2 separate regions of the Podarcis muralis genome follow, and region 1 is linked to region 2. A link is a contact called in public Hi-C data. All regions are on one chromosome and are shown on one strand. The core of a region is the stretch at or near the end of the contact, and the rest is flanking DNA. Distances in the headings are between cores, read along the strand shown.

Region 1 (3,340 bases), core at 695-3,194, 400 kb before region 2:
CACAAGCAAGAGTGCTCATATCCCTCATGTGGGATTCCCATACACATCGGATGAACTACTGTGACATCAGAATGCTTTACAAGATGGACCTTTGATTTGATCCAGCAGGTCTCTTCTTGCTCTTATTACTGAATGACAGTGGAGCTGCCTGCCCAAAGCAAACTGCAATCTAAGAAAAAACAAGTGGCTGACTATGCTCTTATTAAGCATATGAACGAGACCTATTTCATATACAACTTCACAGCAAAATAAGTTTAGAACCAAGTAGAATAAGAGAACTTACCATCCCAAGTCGAACTTGTCCATGATGCTCAAAGATTCTGCAAAGTAAAAAAAAAAAAAAGTTAATTGCTAATTGTTATAGCATTTATATATTATAGCATCAATATACACAATCTATTCTCACTTGTGAAATATAGATTATATTCAGGGAATCATATTTACTTTTTTTAAAAAAACTGGAAGTCTAGGAGCATATTTGATACAAAAGTTTTTAATTATGCTGTGAAGATGGATGTCAGAGCCACATTGTAATCTGATTGACTATAACATCATACAACCTAAGTAGAATGAAGTTAGATTTGAATTTAAACTGGAAACTTTTCACCCTTCTCCTTGTAAGACAGCAGCAAAATGCAATTTATTCTGAAGTGTAATTTATAGTGCATTCCTACATTGTGCAGCTTAGTGATTACCTTTTTCTTTTGGCCTTAAAAAGAATATCCTCTATGCTGGCTTTCAATGATCCAGATTCATCTTCTTTAAGAACTTCCCTAGAAGCAACAAAAATAAAGTATAATATACTGTATATAGATAGCAGAAGACTACAGTTCTTAAACAATGGGGGGGGGGGGAGAGAAATATAAAAGCTTACCAAGTTCTTTCATAACCCCCTTCCCACCGTTTGGTTCTCTCTGGTTCATCATCCATTTCTCTTCCAAGTTAAGAAACTAATAAGGAAAATTATTATACTGTAATTTAAAACTATATTTTGAGATATTATAATAGAATTTATAAATAAATAATAAATAATTAAATAACACAACATATGTACACAACATATGTACAAATGGCTACATCTTGTCAGGTTCAAGGTTCCTGAATAGTACATAAATCAGAGCAATCAGATGTAACTCTCAGGAGAAGCCCTTATGAAACCCCATCAGCTTTTGTGGTCTTCAAGACTCAGAGTCTACAAAGCTCCATCCAGTACTAAAAACTAGGAAAAGGAGAGGTATTTGATGGGAAATGATTTATAACATCCTGATTCTGCTGCATCAGCACACATCACTACTCTGGCTGATCCGGAGCTGGGGTCCCAGCCTGGGCAAATTTCTGGCTACAAGGAAATCAATTAGATTTTTTTTTTTTAAATGCTCGATTCAAGCCTCCCTCCTCCTCCCCCCCCCCCTTCAGCTTAGGAAGTTTTGCTGATTTTAACGAGCCTTTTCCTGCAATTGACTTAAGAGGACAGAACATACAGTAAGCACGTTTCAACCCTTACCCAAATGACTTTTTTAAAAAGAAAAGAACAAAACCAACAACATGAAAATAGCTAGGATAAAATGACACTTCCACCACCGAAAACTAAGATAGCTGCCACATATTACAACTTTAGCACCTCTAAACTCTCAAGAGCCAGACAAGTAGAACTACCCTGCTCAGCTGGTGGACAAGAACAAGGTTGGGGTTGGGACAAAAGCGTCTTGTTCCCACAACGTCTTCTGGCTCAGGAATAGGCTAACAGCTCTCAGGGAGGTCTTGGGGGGAGCTGTTCTTGCCACCTGCCTTTATCTTTCAGGAGACAGAAAAAACCGAAGAGAAGGAACCAAAAGAAGCGCGCGCCCAAGAACCGAGTCGCATGCACTTCGGAGGCTCTCTAGGAAAACCATCTCTCTGGCTAAAGGTTCCACACTTTAAACATTCCGGTGGCAGCGCAAATATTGAGAAGAGGAGTTCTGCCGTGCAAAGAGCTTGTTGCAGAGAAAGATTAGAAGAAGAAAAGAGCAGGGTGACTGACATAGATGTAGGGGGGGGGGGGGGAGTATGCTTCTGCTGCTATGGGTGACGCAGCCTCAGCTTCTGCCAGCAATTAAAAGCCACACTTTGCTATAATCTGCGTTGCAGCAAAAACAACAAAGCCCTGTGGGACTTTAAAGGCTGATAAAGGACTCTGAGTCTTCAAAAGCTTATGTCATAAAGAAGTTTCTCAGTTTCTTCTTTTCACGTCCCTGCCCCCAATGTGGGGACTCTCGGACTTTTAGAAACTCTTTAAAATAATGAACGGTTCAGGTGAAATAAGACTCCACTCTTTGCTGCCCTTTTGTCTTGGAAGGGGCGTGGGAATAAACTGGTGCAGCTGCTATGGACGGCTATTACTTCCTCCAGTCCAGAGAGACGCAGAGATGCTTCTCTTTTGCTAAAGCTGCTGTTTAAGCCTACCTGTAGTGTCTACAGTGTTGCAGACCATGCCTTGTGACCTGGATAGCCTTCCTTGTCATCCAGTAGGTACTGTATTTTAGAGGCTAAAATTTAGAGGCTTGTAACTTTGGGACGCATCTCAGGGTGGGAAAGTTCTCCTCCTAATCACACAGACTTTATTCCCCCTCTGAGCTTCACCAGTTCCAGGGCTTAGCTTCAGCATGCCCTCCAACATTTCTCTGATGGAAATAGGAATGTCCCATTCCATAATGATAATTATACTATTTATACCCGACACATCTTATTGGGTTTCCCCAGGCACTCTGGGCAGCTTCCAACATATATATAAAAACATAAGAAAACATTAAACATTAAAGATATTTTTAAAAAAAAAAACAAAAAACCCTTCCCTATACAGGATTGCCTTCAGATGGCTCGTGAGTCTGATAACTCCATGCTCTCCAACATTTCTCCAATGAAATAGGGACAGCCTAAGGGAAAGTAGAACATTCCAGTATCAAATCAAAAACCTGGACGGCTTCTTCTCTTTAGCAGAGCATGTAGAAATCACAGGTTCAACTCAGCATCTCCAGGTAGAGCTGCCTGAAAACCTGTGGAGCTGCTCCCAGTCAGACTAAGCTGAGCTTAATGGACCACTGATTCAAGGCAGCTTCCAATGTTCCACTGGCCAGCTGGTTCAGAACTATGCATCGCTTAAAGCAGGTGTGGGGAACCTTTGAGCCAGTTTCTCTTTAAGTCAAGAGGGGGCCCTTTGGACCCCTGGATGTTGCTGAACTACAACTCCCATCATCCATTGACACTGGCAGTGCTTGCTAGAGCTGATGGAAGCTGTGGTTCAGCAACATTTGGAGCCGCAACTGTTCCTCCTAAAAAAAAACTGGTACAAATTAAGCCTTAC
Region 2 (3,581 bases), core at 1,082-3,581:
TCAGTCTCTTAAGCTTAAGCCAAGAAATAGTATTCTCTATGAAATTGATTATCAATATACGTATCAAGGCTTTGAGATTAGACCACTGAAGAAGCCCGGAAAACTACATTGGGAGTGTGCTACCTGCAAGCCCCAGTAAAAGGGTCCCATCGGGGGGCGAACAGCGGCCTCTTGATTACTTGGACTGCCAGGGCAAAACAGGTGCAAAACGCCGGCACCCTGTCCACAACTTCATTAACATCCATTTACAACTTCACTAGCATCTCTCGGTATTGTGAACAACACCGAACTTACCTTTTGTTGGTATCTTCATGAACTTACCTAAAAAGATAAAGAAAACAAAAGACTGAGTTAAGCATTTGAAAAATCTATTGAAATCAGACATTATAAGTTCATCTTAGACTGGGTAGTTCGCAAGTTTCTGTGGCTTTGCACAAGGTTTTGTATTTTTCTCAGAAGATTGATAAAGAATGTATAATTATTTTGGTAATTATTGTGTGTATATTAGTCACCAACGTGTTCCATAGGAATTAGTGGCTAAGCAGTAGATATGAGCTGCTAATCAGATGCCCTTGCAAGTGTACCCACCTCTATAAAAGCCAAAGTTTTAGCAGTTTGCTGGTTTGGAGCATTCAGGTGTTTTAACACAATGCCAAGGAGGAAAGATGACACAATGCTCTTAGAGTAGCAAGTGGTGTCGCCCATGAAACTGGGGAGGGTTCTAAGGCCATTTCCAAATAATTTCAAGTCCATCATTCTACAGTGAGAAGATTATGCAAAAGTGAAAAACATTAAAAACAGTTGCCAGACTTCTCAGGAGTGGATGTCCCAGCAAATTCACCCCAAGGTCAGAACATGCAATGCTGAGAAATTGCAAAAAATGCAAGAGTTACATCTCAGGCTCTATAGGCCTCAGTTAGCATGTTAAATGTTAAAGTTAGAAAAAGACTGAACAAGTATGGTTTGTTTGGAAGGGTTTCCAGGAGAAAGCCTTGTCTCTCTAAAAAGAACTTGGCAGCACGATTTTGGTTTGCAAAGTTGCAGCTGAACAAACCACAAGACTTCTGAACAATGTCCTTTGGACAGACAAGACCCAAGTGGATATGTTTGGCCATAATGCACAGCACGTTTAGCAAAAAACAAACACAGCATATCAGCACAAGCACCTCATACCAACTGTCTAGCACCATGGTGGAGGGGTGGTGATTTGGGTTTGTTTAGCAGCCATGGGTCCTGGGGACCTTGCAGTCATTGAGCTGACCATGAACTCCTCCGTATACCACAGTATTCTAGAGTCAAATGAGAGGCCATCTGCCCGAGAGCTGAAAGTTAGCTGAAATTAGGTCATACGGCAGGACAAGGATCCCAAGCACACCAGCAAATGTACAACAGAATTGCTGAAAAAGAACAGAACCAAGGTGCTGCAATGGCCCAGTCAAAATCCAGACATCAATCCAATTGAAATACAGTGGTACCTCAGGTTACATACGCTTCAGGTTACATACTCCGCTTACCCAGAAATAGTGCTTCAGGTTAAGAACTTTGCCTCAGGTTGAGAACAGAAATCGTGCTCCGGCAGCAGCAGGAGGCCCCATTAGCTAAAGTGGTGCTTCAGGTTAAGAACAGTTTCAGGTTAAGTACGGACCTCCGGAACGAATTAAGTACTTAACCCGAGGTACCACTGTACTGTGTGGGACCTTCGGATAGCTGTGCATAAAGAAAACCTCAATGAACTGAAGCAACACTGAAGGACAGGCCAAAATTCCTCCACAATGATGTGAGAGGCTAATAAAGTCCTGCAGAAAACAATTACTTCATGTTATTGCTGCTCAAGGTGGTTCTACAAGCTATTGACTCATAAGATGTACAAATGCTTTTTCACACACAGCTTTTCCATTTTGGCTTTATTTCTGTTAAATACATCAATGAGACGGTGAAATACATAATGTGTGCCGTTATCTGAGGTTGCATTTACCTAACTCTAAGACCTGCCAAGAAACAGATGAGTTCGTTATTATGACTTCACATGCAAGACCACAGAATTCAAATTCTTTCCCCCATGACTGTATGCGCTTACTTACAGCTACATTAATGGAAAACCAAGAAATGAGGGAAACGCATGGTGGCTTTCTTTTGCCGCCGCCCACTCCGCCTAAACCTGCAATCCTATACAGAGCCCGGCTCTTTTCAGCCCACTGAGGCTCAGTGTGTTGCGCGCGCCTAACCCTGCACAGCGCCAGGCTAAGCCAGCACATAACCTCGCGCTTCCCGCCTGTTGCTTCGGCTTCCGCCTGCGCCTGGTCCCATGGCAACCGCTCCGCCTCCACCCACCCACCTACCTACAGGAAGTGCAGCAGTTCGGGCTCCGGACGTTTCCGGTGCCGCTCTCTCCCTCCCGGGCTGTGCGTTTCGACTGCGCCGGAGGCTTTCCGTGGCGCTTCTCGCCTCCTGACCCCGGTGAGTGAGGGACCTCTTGCTCGGGAGGCGGGGAAGGCGAAGCGGCGCCTGGAGCCGCTGGGCACTTGCTTCAGGAGACACCCGGAGCTCGGCTGCTGCCCCGGAAGGCCTGAGTGCCGGGGGCTCCTCCGTTCCCTCGATAGCTGCTCCGCACGTGTCCGCGGAAGTGAACATGCCCAGGTCGGGGTTGGGTGAGATCCCGGGCGGAGACCCTGCAGACTTCAGGCTTGTTGTCGGATCTATTTCGGGTTTATTATTATTATTACCCTGGGGTGTTTCTGAGCCTTTGCTGAGTCCCCGGAATTTTTGGTCAATGCCAGAACCAGGTTCGCAAGTCATAAATCATGCTGGTCGTTTCCCACCGTGTTGCTTTAAAGCAGTCTTATTTAGGGGAGAAGGATGCTAAGGCACCGCTGCCTTGCAGCTATAACCTCGTTCCTCGAGAAAACCCCGAGGATAAATCTGTACCCGCTGTCTTGCAGGACATCTTTGGGAGAAGAGAAGGCTAAGGCTACACAAATCCCCAAATGGTGTCCCTAAGACAGTTGGATGGCGCTTTGTACGCCTCCTTATGGCAGCTCCTGCAGCCAAGCTGGTGCCAAATGTATTGCTCTGCTTTCCTTTGGACCACATCAGTGAGGCCAAGAGGGGGATTTGTTGTCTGGGCAGCCAAGGACTCCATACACATTGCCCAAGCTTGCGCCCTGGAGAGGTCAGTTTGGTGCCACTAATGCAGCAAAAACAATGCGGGAGGCAGCCATAACAAATTACCCGTCTCCACAGCCACAGTAGGCACTGTGATTCTCCAGCTGTTAAACTTAAGCCTTGGAAGTGCACTCCACTGTCTCTGGACAGATGGCAACAATTTAGGGTAGGATCTGTGGGTTAGGATTTTCTAGTTTATGGGTGGGAACCAGCAACCCTTGCCCGTCTGTTTCAAGTCATCCAGATCTACTTGCCAGTAGATCTCACTCTTAATTTCTGCCCGTCACTTTGTCTCCAGTTAGTCTCCAGTTCCCCTCAGACTCGGAACTGAAAGGGTAAAGATTGGATCTGAGGCACTGCCCAGAGGGGAATAAAAGGAGGCCTGATTCTGTACTCTGCTTATTCCCCCCCCCCCCCAT

What was found. Hi-C and Micro-C count contacts between places; a contact is called where the count stands out from the background.
Region 1: a Hi-C map of tail shows a contact between it and region 2, with 4 times the contacts expected there. The contact joins the promoter of GTF2H2 here to the promoter of ZCCHC9 in region 2. A contact is called at or near these places in 2 of 3 Hi-C or Micro-C datasets (blood and tail).

The regions. Positions count from the first base shown.
Region 1 is chr11:36,154,943-36,158,282 of rPodMur119.hap1.1, reverse strand. It overlaps GTF2H2 (general transcription factor IIH subunit 2), which reads right to left and starts at 1,944. Exons shown (of 16, transcript XM_028748700.2): 1 at 1,789-1,944; 2 at 875-950; 3 at 696-773; 4 at 284-320. The coding sequence starts at 930.
Region 2 is chr11:35,752,377-35,755,957 of rPodMur119.hap1.1, reverse strand. It overlaps ZCCHC9 (zinc finger CCHC-type containing 9), which reads left to right and starts at 2,331. Exons shown (of 6, transcript XM_028748918.2): 1 at 2,331-2,457. LOC114606540 (a long non-coding RNA gene) reads right to left here and starts at 2,316. Exons shown (of 3, transcript XR_013394672.1): 1 at 2,082-2,316; 2 at 295-321.